Linked DNA regions of Ovis aries: region 1 is linked to region 2. Evidence: chromatin contacts called from public Hi-C data. All regions are on one chromosome and are shown on one strand. The core of a region is the stretch at or near the end of the contact, and the rest is flanking DNA. Distances in the headings are between cores, read along the strand shown.

What was found. Hi-C and Micro-C count contacts between places; a contact is called where the count stands out from the background.
Region 1: a contact with region 2 is called in a Hi-C map of liver, with 4 times the contacts expected there. The contact joins two enhancer-like sites. A contact is called at or near these places in 3 of 16 Hi-C or Micro-C datasets (blood, liver and mixed tissues).

The regions. Positions count from the first base shown.
Region 1 is chr7:56,232,335-56,239,199 of ARS-UI_Ramb_v3.0, reverse strand. MYO5C (myosin VC) reads right to left here. Exons shown (of 40, transcript XM_060417939.1): 10 at 6,776-6,865; 11 at 2,638-2,719; 12 at 310-450. Among named protein-coding and RNA genes, the nearest start is that of MYO5C, 45 kb to the right of the region's middle. Within about 2 kb of position 3,704, at least 6 of the 54 cell types and tissues checked have an H3K27ac peak or open chromatin away from gene starts, as enhancers often do. A contact at or near this core is called in liver, where this site is marked.
Region 2 is chr7:56,095,950-56,102,383 of ARS-UI_Ramb_v3.0, reverse strand. MYO5A (myosin VA) reads right to left here. Exons shown (of 39, transcript XM_015097041.4): 12 at 3,782-3,922; 13 at 924-1,049. Among named protein-coding and RNA genes, the nearest start is that of MYO5C, 91 kb to the left of the region's middle. Within about 2 kb of position 1,608, at least 1 of the 54 cell types and tissues checked has an H3K27ac peak or open chromatin away from gene starts, as enhancers often do. A contact at or near this core is called in liver, where this site is marked.

The sequences.
Region 1 (6,865 bases), core at 2,455-4,954, 130 kb before region 2:
GTGTGGTCACTTGCTGTTTGCATGTCTACTCTATATACATACCCAGAGTCAGCTTCAAAGTGCTCCTCCCTGTTAGACATGACCTAAGAGGTCATGCATGTTACCCATGGGTGGGCTATACATGCTGAGGGTGGGAGGTTTACTCAGCCTCTTGGGGTTCCTGCTATGGACTGCTGTCCCAGAATTAACAGCAAATCAACTGGTAATTGATCAATCAGGAATTTACATGTAGATTTTTAAAAATTCTATTTGGAAATAGGCTCATCTATTATTGCTCTGAAGTTAAAGAAAATTATTTTTAAAAGTTACCAAGCATTCTTCATCCAGTAACTCCAAAATGCCCATTTTTGCTTCAATCAGGTCAATGACTGGTTGGTTGTCATAAAAGTCTATGAGAGTCCAAGGAATGTCTTCCTTCATATACTCTTCTTGTTCAAGTTTAAAGACATGCTGGAAATCCAGAAGTTAATATAGAAAGTAAGAGAGAGTATTAGAGTGTACTTCTGAAGAACAGGACATAGACATTTGGAAAATGTAGGCACATGACTTCATCTGTAATGTTTATGGAAGCCTCCGAGGTGCATGTCACTCCCCTTACCCACAATCAGTGCTGCTGAGGTCCTATCATGGGTCTAGTTGTCATCTTGCTGCCCAGGCTGAGTGGGTCCCCACATCCTGGGGTGTAAACTCTGGGCCAGCCTGCCACCCTTGGCACTCAAGGCGGTCCTGGAACCTCTCCCTGCTCAGCCACTGCTGCTGTCAAACATGGAGCCAGACTCTTTGACTGGGTTAAGAGCAAGCCCACCCAAGAGGGCTGGCTGTGGGGCCAGTGTGAGAGGCTAACAACTTGAAGAGCTTTGTGCATTACTTGTTTGAACAACAGGGGTACAGGGAAGGCCTTCCAGAGGGCTGGCTGGCTCAGGGTCATCCTGGCTGCAGGTGGCAGAAGGGGGAGGGGCTGCAAGGAGAAAGGCTCCCATGGGAGAATCCCACTGGGAACTGCAGGAAGCCCAACAGGTGGCTGGGAACCAGACAGTGCCCACACAAGCAGAGAGAGAGACAGAGAGAAAGAGCACACAATGGTAATGGCTGGAGTGATAGATGGGGCTGCTGAGGACGGCAGAGGGGAAATCATGCCAGACCAGATTTGTAGTGAACCCCCAGAGAATCTCAGTCCTGTGGCCTTTTCCTGGGGGAGAGAGGACCCATGGAGTTCATGACAAGACTTAGGTTCTGTAAAGGTAACTTGGTTTGGAGGTGGGAATGGCTTTGAAGAGACCAGAACTGGAGGGGAGGGCCCAGACAGGACTCAGCCCAGGGTTCTGCAGAGGCTGGATGCTGTGCAAGGAAGGGGAATAAGAGCAAAGAGGCTGGGTGAACACAAGGCTCAGGACACCGGGTCAGGGGTGGTGCTTTAACCACAGAAGGGAGCACAGATGGCATGGAAGCCAAGAGAGGAAGGTGGCAGGGTCATTTTGTCATGGCTTAGCTCCCAGAGGCTACTCAGATGCAGCGGTCCAGCAGAAGGCAGATCAATGGGACAGGAGCCAGGAGAGAACTCACTAGGGCTTATACTTATATTTTAAGTCATTACCCCTCCCAGGAGGATCTGCATATTGATAGATGTCTCTAACAACATCAAAGGGGGAAAAATAAGGAGGATTTAGTGGAAGAGGAGGAAAGGCAGAATAAAAAAAGAAAAGAATGAAATTTCAGCCTCTGATGTGCTATTTTCAGAGTGTCTCACACATGTATCATTCTAAGGTTGTGGTGAATATGTGTCTTGGGAAGCAAGGTGGCCCTGGAGTCCAGAGAGGGGCAGGATCCACATGTACTATTTGACTTCAGGTGAGTTATGCTGCACATCCACTTGGAATAAATCTTAGTTTCAGTTTTAAATGCTAAACTTCCAGGGAATCCATGAGAATGATAACAGAGTACAAATGTGGGGTAAAATTTAATGCTTATACACGGATTAACTCTGGAGCAAGGAATAAGAAAGCAAAGAAGCATTTACTGAATGTGATTCAATATTAAGTGTTCTCCTCACAAGAATACTAGGAAAATACATCTGACCCATTTTCAAAAATGAGAAAACTGAGGCTCAGAGAACCCAAGCCCCCAGGGGAAGGAGGTGGTAGATCTGAGACTCAAATCCACTTCAGTTTCAGCAAAAGCTCATGCTGTCTATGATGTCACACTATCTTTTCCTCATGAGTTGTGTGGGAGAAGCTGAATTTCAAAAGACAGGCAGGGGCTCTCCAGGTGAAGAGGAAGGGATGGGAAAGGACAGGGGCAGGTGGGTTGTGGCAGAGAGTAGGTGCAGATACCGAGGCTCACAAGGACTGGAGCCTGCAGGAAACTGAGTGACTTGGTCTGGCTGGAAGGGGTCTGTATCCAAGAATGGCAGGTGATGAACTGAAACAAACGTTGGCAGGTGCCTCCACAAAAATGAAATCGGGCGGGAAGGTGCAGTTTCAAGGAACAGCCACAAGATGGTGCAGTAAGCCAGCATGTGACTCTCTATGCTGGCGAGATTTGAAGAGGCAAAGAGCCAAACTCGGCCTCTCTCCCTTTTCAGACAGACAGACAGACACAGCTGAGAGCTAGTTTCAAGTAGGCAAAAAAGTCACCTACCAGGTTAAACTGCTGTTGCAGCTTTTCATTAGCATAATTGATGCAAAACTGTTCAAAGCTGTTCACATCAAAGGTTTCAAAACTGAAATACAGTTTAAACTAGTTAAGACATAACTTGAAGGACATACACATTTGCTTATAGGTTAGTATTTTTCACAACTTTCACAACTTTCACAGTTTTTTATGTTTTCTGTGAGTTGTAAACATGCCTCAATTCTTGTTTTAACCATCCTAGCAGTGAGCTGATAAATCACGTTTTTCCAGGCGGCCCCAGGAAGGAATCTGGTGTGTACAAAACACCTACTTGAGGCAGGGACTAAAGTAGGCGTGTGCACAACATGGCATATCACACAATCTGTACAACAACACTGACATCAGCCTCATTATCCTTAGTTCATAGATGAGGAAACAAGACTGAGAAGTTCAAAAATTTGTCTGGGTCACACAGTCAGTGTCAGAGTTAGCTATGAGTCCACCTGACTGTAACACTTCTGCTCCCAGTGAAAAAAGCAACGTTGTCTCCTGCGCCCCCACCCATTGCTGAAGGCAGAGGCAGCACGGTTTTGCCTCCCCGAGGGGCGCTTTCATAGTCCTCACAGGAAAAGAGCAAGGTCACAGCCCAGCAGACCCCTTCAGGCCCAAGGAAGACGCGGCCCCACCTCCATCTTCAGACTTTCAATGGCTGCCTCTGGAGTTGCAGACCCAGGAGCTGAAAAGGCCGGGAGACGACAGCATGGAGAGGGGCTGGAACTGGGTGGGACCCATGATAACCAGGTCTGCCCTACAGGATGGTTGCTGCTCAGCTCGAGCCAGCTGTGGCCATGGCTTAATCAGGTCAGGATGTCTGGTCACCTGACTCTCAAAAGAATCCAGAAACCTGGACTTTTACGTGAATTACCTCCCTCTGTAAAACATGATGTAGGCTGAACAGAACTGGGGCACCTGATCCACCCCCTGGGCAGAGGAGCGCTCCTGCCAGGAGGAATGCGAGCACTTTAGGTGTTGGTGCTGATGCCCATCACCATGCTTAACCCTAACACCACCCTAGGTGAAGGGCTGCCCTTACCCCACCGTTCCACACAACGGTCAGAAGAGATGGTGACCATCACAGAGCGGTGCCAGACACGCGAAATCTGACCCCAGCTCGTGGTGACTCTAAAGCCTTAGTTCTTAATCGCTCTAATCCTGAGTTTCCTGCCAGCTCCAACCACAGGTCCCCTGGGAGTCTCACATGTCTGAGCCCATTTGGCTCAGTGTAGAATTTCTGAGGAGGTGAAGGTCCCAGACTGTTCATGGAGCAAGAGGAGAACCCAGAGCCCTGACAGCCCCATTCCACTAGTGCCCTGGGTGATCGAGAGGCTCGGCCGGCTGGACACTGCAGACAGGCCACAGCTGGGCCTGGAGGTGAGGCAGAAGGGCCTCACTGTGCTCTGCAGCCCACAGCTGGGGCCAAAGGCAGGACTTCCTAGGGTAGAGGCAGGATGTCAAACATCAATGACTTTCCTTTTCCTGTTCACATCAGAATAATCCTTGTGGTTTGTAAAGATGCATTCACAATTTCTTCCATTTGACTTGTCCTTGCGAGAGAGGCCCCATCTTACAGACACAGAAACTGAGGTTCAGTGATGCCCTCCAGGCCATACAACAGGGTGGTGCAGTGCTTACTCCTTGGGATCTGACTCCTGGCCCCAAGCTCTTCCAGCTCGGTGTCCAGAGAACATAAACATCTGGCTGGCTAGGGAACCACAAGCCTCCTCGACGACCGGAGCTGAAATCTCAAGGCTCACAGCTTGGGCTTTCATTGTCTTCATGCAGGGTAACTTTCCCTTTCAGGCTGCCTTATTCCCAGTTCATCCTGAGCTCAGCTCTCACAGCAGCTGCTGCTAAGTCACTTCAGTCGTGTCCGACTCTGTGTGACCCCATAGACGGCAGCCCACCAGGCTCCCCTGTCCCTGGGATTCTCCAGGCAAGAACACTGGAGGGGGTTGCCATTTCCTTCTCCAATGCATAAAAGTGAAAAGTGAGAGTGAAGTCGCTCAGTCATGTCCGACTCTTAGTGACCCCATGGACTGCAGCCCACCAGGCTCCTCCATCCATGGGATGAGGGCTAATCCAACCATGGGTATACTGGAGAAAGGCATGAAAGGATTCACTCCAGACAGTAACACTCTTATTTAAAGAGGAGAGCTTACTTTTTTGGAGGGGTAAAATGAATTCATGGGTGACAAGTGAACATGTTACTGTTTAAATTTTTAAAGAGGGGTTTAATTTTAAAATTTAAATTTAAAATATACTCTAACAAGTTCTTAAAAATTTGCAGTTCCTCCTGTTTGAAGTTTGCCCACTTAGCCAAAAATTTAAATTCCTTATTACCATGGTCTATCAACTTTGTGGATGCCTAATGCCTGCCTGCTGTTCTCCTGACTTCTTATTCTCAGCTGCCCCCTCTCTTCCTGGTGCCTGGTTAACTGGTGGCACATCCATCCACTTATTCCCTTCCCAGGAACCATCCCAATCTCTGATGGCTTCTTCCTCCACTAAAATTTAAGTCCCAACAGGGCAGGGGCCAGATGTCCATTCTGTTCACCCATCACACCTGACACAGGTCCTGGTACATGACTATGTGTTCTTGAATGAGATAATATATTCTTAAAAATAAAGGGCTATTTATTTTAAAAAACACAGAAAAGAACAGAGAAAAATATAACAATCACTTATTTCCATCACAATGAGAGAGACTGTCATTAAGCAGGACTATTTCCATTTAAAAATCTACTTAGATGATTACTGGCTGCTCAAATCCTTATTTTTAAGGTAAATAATTTACTAGACTACCCCAGCAATGTAAGAGTTTTATAACTGTTGACAGATACTGTTAATTGGGAGTCACATGTATTAACTTAGAACCCAGATGGCAACCCACTCCAGTGTTCTTGCCTGGAAAATCCCATGGACAGAGGAGCCTGGCGGGCTACAGTCCATGGGGTTGTGAGAGTCGGACACGACTTAGTGACTAAACCACCAAACTATCACCGTGTTAAACAGGTAACACCTCTGAGGCTCGTATGAAATAATGATTTCTCTGAATTTGGGTAGGAGTTCTGCCTGCCTCACCCCACAGCACGTAGCAGCCGGCCGGCAGAGCTAGCTCGCCTCTCCATATGGGAAGGTAGGAGGGTGAGTTGCTTTCTCCAGGGTGTGAGGGGCTACTCCCCAATCCAGGTAGAATACTCCATGATGCCTTCCCTGGGACAGTCTACCCTTCTCCCTCTGAGAAGCCAGGATTGGTCCCGGGAGGGGAAGGGGTTAGGGGCTTGAGGCCAGCCTCTAACAAACAAAAGCCCTAGTGCTAACTTCCCCCAGAGCTGGCCTCCATGCTGGCCGGGCTTCCCTCCCTCACTCTCTCTGGCTACTCTATTCTTTAAGTGTCTTTAGGATGAGTCTGACCCAGAAAAGCAGGACTGGGCAAAGAAAAGAAGCTAAAGAAAACCCTCCAGTGTGGTAACTTGATCCACCAAATGTATCAGAATTCATGGAGAATGGGGCAAACACATGACCCCTATGATCCAAGAATGGAAGAGGATGTAGGCATGAGGGGCCTGACTGGTAAAAGCCTCGGGTCTGAGCCTGCCTCTGGCGCTGTGCTCGTGGGCGAGGTGCAGGGCCTCTGGGGCTGTCATTATCACCCTGTGAAGTGGGAGAGGCATGTCATGGTTCCACAGCTCATGGGGCCTCTGCAGGAAGACAGAGGTGGGTGCAATCCTCATATGGTACTGGGTTCTCCCACCAGCAAAGCAACCGTGAATGAGTCTTCCTAAGCCTCGGTTGTTTTATCTGTAAAATGGCGATAATTATAAGGTTGTTTAAGGAATAAAATAAGTGCATGGAAACCACTCAGCATGGTAGCTGGCATGCACTCTTCATGTTGGCCATTACTGATTTAGAAATTTTTTAACGCACCCTACATAAAAGACACTGTAGCCCAGGAGACAGTACTTAACATCCACAGATGCAAAATCAGACAACACCATCTTCCTGAATGTGAAACACAAGAGAACAACCAGACTAAAAACAACCTAAACATAACAGGCATTTGACATTTAAATGAGGAAAAACAAGCTCACGGAGAGAATCTTACCCATAAATGTCCAAAACACCAATAAAAGTGTGCTGCTTGCCTGAAAACTGCAAGGCTTGGTTAATTCTCTCCACAATGAAGTCAAACAGG
Region 2 (6,434 bases), core at 359-2,858:
AAAGTCTCATTTGGGAAGAAGAGACTGAAGTGAGAGGGAGGGTCAGAAGGAACAAACAGCTATCTGGCAGGAAGCTGAAGTGATGATCACGGACAGAGGTGGAGGCTGGGTAAATACTGTATGAGCTGGTAAGTAGGACTACATGAGACTGGACTCTCCTTGTTTCTAAAAGACTTCAGCTATTTACCACTCAAGGGTCCCCAGACTGTAGAACAAAGCCCTTAGATGGCCCTGAAGCCATCCAAAGATCTCCAGCTATACACAGGACAGACTCTGAAAACCCTCAATTGCTGGCAGGGACCATGGGACGCTGACCAGAAGCCTACCCCTACAACCTCCTTGAAATATAAACTAGTGTCGCAGCTCCAGATGTTCTGAGTAGACTCTAGAACCTGTGAAGCAGCAGGCCTGCATGCCTTGTTAGCAGGGACCCACCCAATCAATCTCAGAGGGCCACACTCGTCTATAATTTCTTTTCTGAAACCTCTAGGGTCACTATCCAGAATCTTTAAGTAGAATCTTTAAGTAGATCTGAAGCAGCAATCTGTAATCAAACATATTAATATTTCTACACTGAAATATATAAATATCCACCTAACTGGGGTAAATAAAGACTATAAATAACCTCATCTTACTTCAGGTCAAAGATCAGGTTTAGCCACTAAATGAATTATGAAAATACTTGCGTATTTCAGTTTCTTGGATTTCAGAATTATAGATACAGGACTGTAAACACTCACTTATTTCAATAATATAATTCCATTTAGGTTAAACCAATAAGCCAACAATTAAGCTTACTTTTCCTAAAAAGAGCTAAAGAATGAAAGCTCAGCAAAGAAAAAACTGCTGTTTATCGATTCGTGATTTTTTTCCTCTTTGAACTTAAGTATTCAAATAGAAAAGAGATAATAAAGCTTCCTTACTTTGTCAGCAAAATGCTGGATGATGAAAGCTTTGTTTGATAGGCGGGGCTTCTCAAATAGTGCACATTTGTTCAAATGTGTGTTGTACAATTTTTGGGCCCAAGTGTCATCTGTACCTTTAGGCATCTACATTCAGGAGAAAAAAAAGAGTAAGAAAACAAGGTGAATATTGTTATGGGGTTCTTCTGATGCATCACCCAAGAGACTGTGTTTTGGCTTTGCCTAACACGACTGAGAGACTTCACTTTCACTTTTCACTTGCATGCACTGGAGAAGGAAATGGCAACCCACTCCAGCATTCTTGCCTGGAGAATCCCAGGGACGGCAGAGCCTGGTGGGCTGCCATCTATGGGGTGGCACAGAGTCGAACACAACTGAAGCGACTTAGCAGCAGCAGCAGCAACAACTTTAACATCCAATTCAGGAACTCATTCCTTTCACATTTCTCTCTCAGAGGTCCCAAATCAATGATTGGGGTGTGTGTGTGTGTGTGAAGGGGGGGAGGTGGTGTGTGTGTGTGTGTGTGTGTGTGTTTTCCTCTGTCCATGTAATTTTTCAGGTGAGAATACTAAAGTGGGTTGCCATTTCCTACTCCACGGGGTCTTTCTGACCCAGGGATCTTGGGTCTCTTGCGCTGGCAGGCAGATTCTTTACCACTAGCGCCACCTGGGAACGAAAAGCAACAATTGAGACCTGCCCATGGGTGACTCAGCCCAAGCTTTGACTAACTCAGTCTGCCTGGACCAAGGGTCATCAAATAAACACTCAATATACTTTTATAGCAATGAAAGCCTCACAAATGAAAGATGACATACCATGATTATCATATATTTCAAACAATTTGTTAAATAAAGACAACATTTGCACATAGTAGATTATTTATATAATTCAGAAAGGTATAAAACAGAGAATAGTCTCCTCTCACCATTTCCAACTGCTTTATCTGTCTTTAAAGGCATGGATACAAACAGTATCATTCTATAAACTCCTTGCATTTTTAAAAATTTTTATTTTTCTAAATTAAGGAAGTATGATAACACATTTACAGGAGATTTGAAAAATATAAAACCAGGTTACATATAGTTTCACTATATATTACAAGTATTTTTTAAGTAGATAAATTAAGATTTTTAGTTGGAGTTTCAATATCAAATCTTCAAAAATTAATAGAATGAATATACAGAGAAGTAGAAGGATCTACTAGATCTGAAAAGCACTGTGAACCAATTCAACATAATTAAGATTTATACAATTTTTATACAACAGTAGGATACAAATTCTATCCAAGTTCCCATAGACTGTGAACAAGGAGACACTGGGACATATCCAGGGGTATAAAACAAGTTGCAAAAATTTCAAGGTCTAAAGGTATTGAAATTAAACAAAGTCTGTTCTCTTATCACTGTGGAATTATGCTAGAAATCAGTATCAAAAGATATTTAAAAATAACCCACATATTTTCATGTGCAATGTGACATTTGCCAAGAGGGATTCTCAACTTAGCCATCCTTGTATTTTTTTTTTCTTAATAATAGCATTCTTGTATTTATGACTACTAGGTTGTTACTGATTTTTTGTTATTATGAAAACTGCCACAATGGCTCCTTTTAAAGAAAAACTTTGGATTCTTTTGTAAGCATATTCATAGGGTAAACTCTCAGCATTTCTACTTCTGGTTCAAAAGCTATGTGTATTTAAAATCTTGATAAATATTCCTCAAAAATATGTTCTACTAACTTTTGTCCTTCATCAAGAGTATATATGCAATAAATGCTAATTTGGTATTATCAAATTTAAACTCACTTGACAGGTAAAAAGCTGTGTCTTATTTTTGTTTTGATTTATGTTTTATTTAATTTCAAGTGAAACTGAGCACCTTTACATGTATTCTTTTTGTTTATTGAAGGCATAGTTGATGTACAGTATTATATTAGTTTCAGTATGCCATAGTGATTCAATATTTTTGTAGATTATATTCCATGTGAAGTTCCTATAAAACTCTGACTACATTCCCTGTGCTGTACATTGCATCCTTGCATCTTGTTTGTCCTATACATAGTAGTTTGTTCCTCTTAATCCTGCCTGCACCTGTCTTGCCCTTCCCACCAACCGTCTCCACAATGGAAACCACTAGTTTGTGCTCTGGGATCCAGGAGGCTCTTTTTGTTTTGTTACATTCATTTGTCCATTTTATTTTTTTAGATTTTACATATAAGTGAAAACATACAGTATTTGTCTTTGCATTCTTATTGTAGGAAATCTGGATGCTTAGGAGGATCAGTGTACATGAACTTGTAACTTAAATGACATATAAACTAAAGAACAACTAAGGGAAAAGATAGGTTGTCTAGAATCACTCATCAGTGAAGCCAGGGATCCAATATTTTTTCCACATGCTGCATCTTCAAATATTAAAACTAAAACTCTTTACCTACCATACATATAAGTAATAAAGAACAACTAGTCAAGTTTAAAATTATAGATATTTAGAACTATTATTCAAAATACCTTTTGCATAATTTCTTACATTTCCTGAACTATATCATACCATTGAACAAAAGTACCAAATATAAGCATATCAATAACAAAAGTGGCTAAAATTGGTAGTAGCTGTATCTAATGCCAGTTTTTCACATAACTTAGAAACAGCTGTAAAGGGAAGGGAGATTCTCCTAGTTTCAACTATATTTTGAACCCTTTGGAGCTAGTGATCCTTCAGAATGCAAGTTAGGGTAACCCCCACTTGTTGCCACTGTGGCGCTTCATGATATACTAGTGAATCTCTGCTTAAACCTATTTACCATTTTACCTCAACGTACAATTTTGATATATTAAATACATCAGAAAATCATACTTACCTTGCATTCCTCATCCAGCAAATCTAGAATGCCCAGTTTAGATTCTATAAGATTAATGCAAGGCTGATTATCATAAAAATCTATGAGTGTCCATGGAATTTGTTCTTTCATATATTCTTCTTGTTCTAATTTGAAAACGTGCTGAAATGGAAAAGAAAAAAACTGGCATTACTATATTACTGTCATAAATGTTAGTCAATAAACATGCATAAAACAGAATTTGAGACAGTCAATGGCTTCTAGCAGCAATCTTGGAGAAACACGATTTACAGGCAGAGAACAATATAAGAAAGCAAATATAAACCACACGTGGAGAAATCTCCGCTACATAGGATTTTTGGCAAACAAGAAAATCTAGGTATGTGAATATTTAAATATCTGATAAGTGTGGCAGCTTTTGATTTTTTGATATATACATATCCAAAACCACACTATGTACTTTTGGCCCCTTAAATTATCGCACAGTGTTGCTAACCATATGGGCATAGAAATGCCTTAGCTGGCCTTGAACAACCTGCAGAGAGGATGCCCTCCAGACTACTGAAACATTCTGGGTGATGCTTACAGCATGACAAAGTATGTGCCTCAGAATTAGATAACAGTTGGTCTTTTGTGTCTGCCTTGATTATCCTCCACAGTCAGGGAATGTATGGCTCACTTTTTTGGCTTCTACATCCTATTCTGCCAGCAGCTGCAACCACTACAAACACATTACTATTTCTGCTAAATGCTTCAGCCACTGCTTCTCATCTCCATTCACTCACTTAAGCACAAATATGTATTGACTGTCTACCATGTCCCAGTCACTACACACCATTAGCAAAATAGACACAGACTCAGCCCTAATAGACTTTGAAGACTAGTGAGAAAAACAGACAGAAATCAATCACAAGAAACAGAATTACAAACTGTAATAATGTTCCAGAGAAAAATAATGGCCAGCTATGAGCTCAGGAGTCCCTGAGCTGGAACATGGTAGCAAGAAAAGGCTTCCTTGAGGAAGGACTGTGTGACCCGAGGTCTGCAGGGAAAGGTAGTTAGGTTGGTCTAGGAAGGAAGGCCAATAGAAGCACCGCATCAAGCTGATCAGCCAATGGCACCAACCCACACATTCTAGTTTCTATAGGTGCTAATGACCTGTACTCATTTCTTCCTGCAGGGTTCTGCTTTCCTTTCTTGTCTTCTTTGTCACACTGGTTCTCTCACATGTCCTGCAGCTTTTCTGGGAAGATTATCCCTCTGTGGCGGTTACCAGACAACACATATTTCCTAGAACCCAAACCCCCATGAAACCTACGGGTTACCAAGATTTCTGATACTTTATTCTCCTCACACATCTGGAACTTTCCCACTTTATTCTATACTTATTATAATGCTGTTCTTGGCTCATTTGCAGCATTCATAGTCTAACCAGGTGTGAAAGCTTTAGTTAAAAAAAAAAAACAAACTTGTCATACATATGAATATTTATGTAATGCTAATTAGAAAGCAAATTTATTCTGCTCTTTTGATTAATGAGAAGGCAAATGGAGCACCATGTGTAAGCAAGATGCCCTGGCTGATGGTACCAATAATTCCTCACAAATGAGTCCTATCTTCCTTTAATTCATTAATCTATATGCAGTGTGGTCTTCACATTGACACAGAAACACTGCTCCAAACTTTAGGGCCTGTTTCTCATACAAGTCTCTATGTCTAGTTTGGCAAAATCCATGGGACCTCAAAAATTTTCCATTCTTAATTGCAAAATTAAGGGCATGAGGTTCAATATAACAAGAGATGCTTACTCGATAAGGTAATGACTCCAAGCACTAAACCTGCCAGTCACCATGTTTCTCCTGCCCACCGCCCACCCCACAGCCCCTGCTGTGGGAGCAGCCTGAGCACAGGTTCTTTACTGTAAGACTCCATGCTGCAAGACACAGCTAGTCAAGGGCCAGAGATCTCTGATGGGCAAATGAACTGGGTTAAGCACATTCTCTTTTCTCAGATATAAGAACTGGGAAACAGACAATTAACAGTGAAAGCTGACGCTGCAAGAAGTCAAGATGAATGGGATTTAAGTAAGTTAAGAAGACAGAAGCACCTCAACCACTGCTTGTTCACAAGAAGTGTGAGGTAAGTGAGGAAGCAAAAACCTAGACAAAATATACACCATCTGAAGGAAAATATATGCCATCTGATAATAAGAGGGAGGGAAGAGAGAAAGAAGAGAAATAAGAGAAAGAGGGAAGCCTCTCTCGTGCAGAGAGAGGCTAAGCTGCAGTGTGTGTGTGTGTGTGTGTGTGTGTATGAGCAAAGAGAGAGAGAGAGAAGAAACAGATGGATAGAGACAGAAAGAGGGGAAGGAAAACAAGAAAGTCAGAAACACACATGCAGAGACATGAGGTCCTCGAGAAATAAACAAATTAGCCAGTCCCTAATGAGGCTGGCGTTAGTTCCTTAATACTTCCAGTCACCTTGTGCCAAAATATTCTGGGAAAGAGCAGAAGGCTCTGCTGTTGATTAAAGTATTGAGAAACTCAGGAAAACCTTGAGAAAAAATAATATTCCACTTAGTGTCTGACAGGTTTTTATTAATATTCCTTATGCAGAGACACAAAATGTACTAGTCACATTCTTATGGAAACAGCTTAAAAATTTAAGATCACTT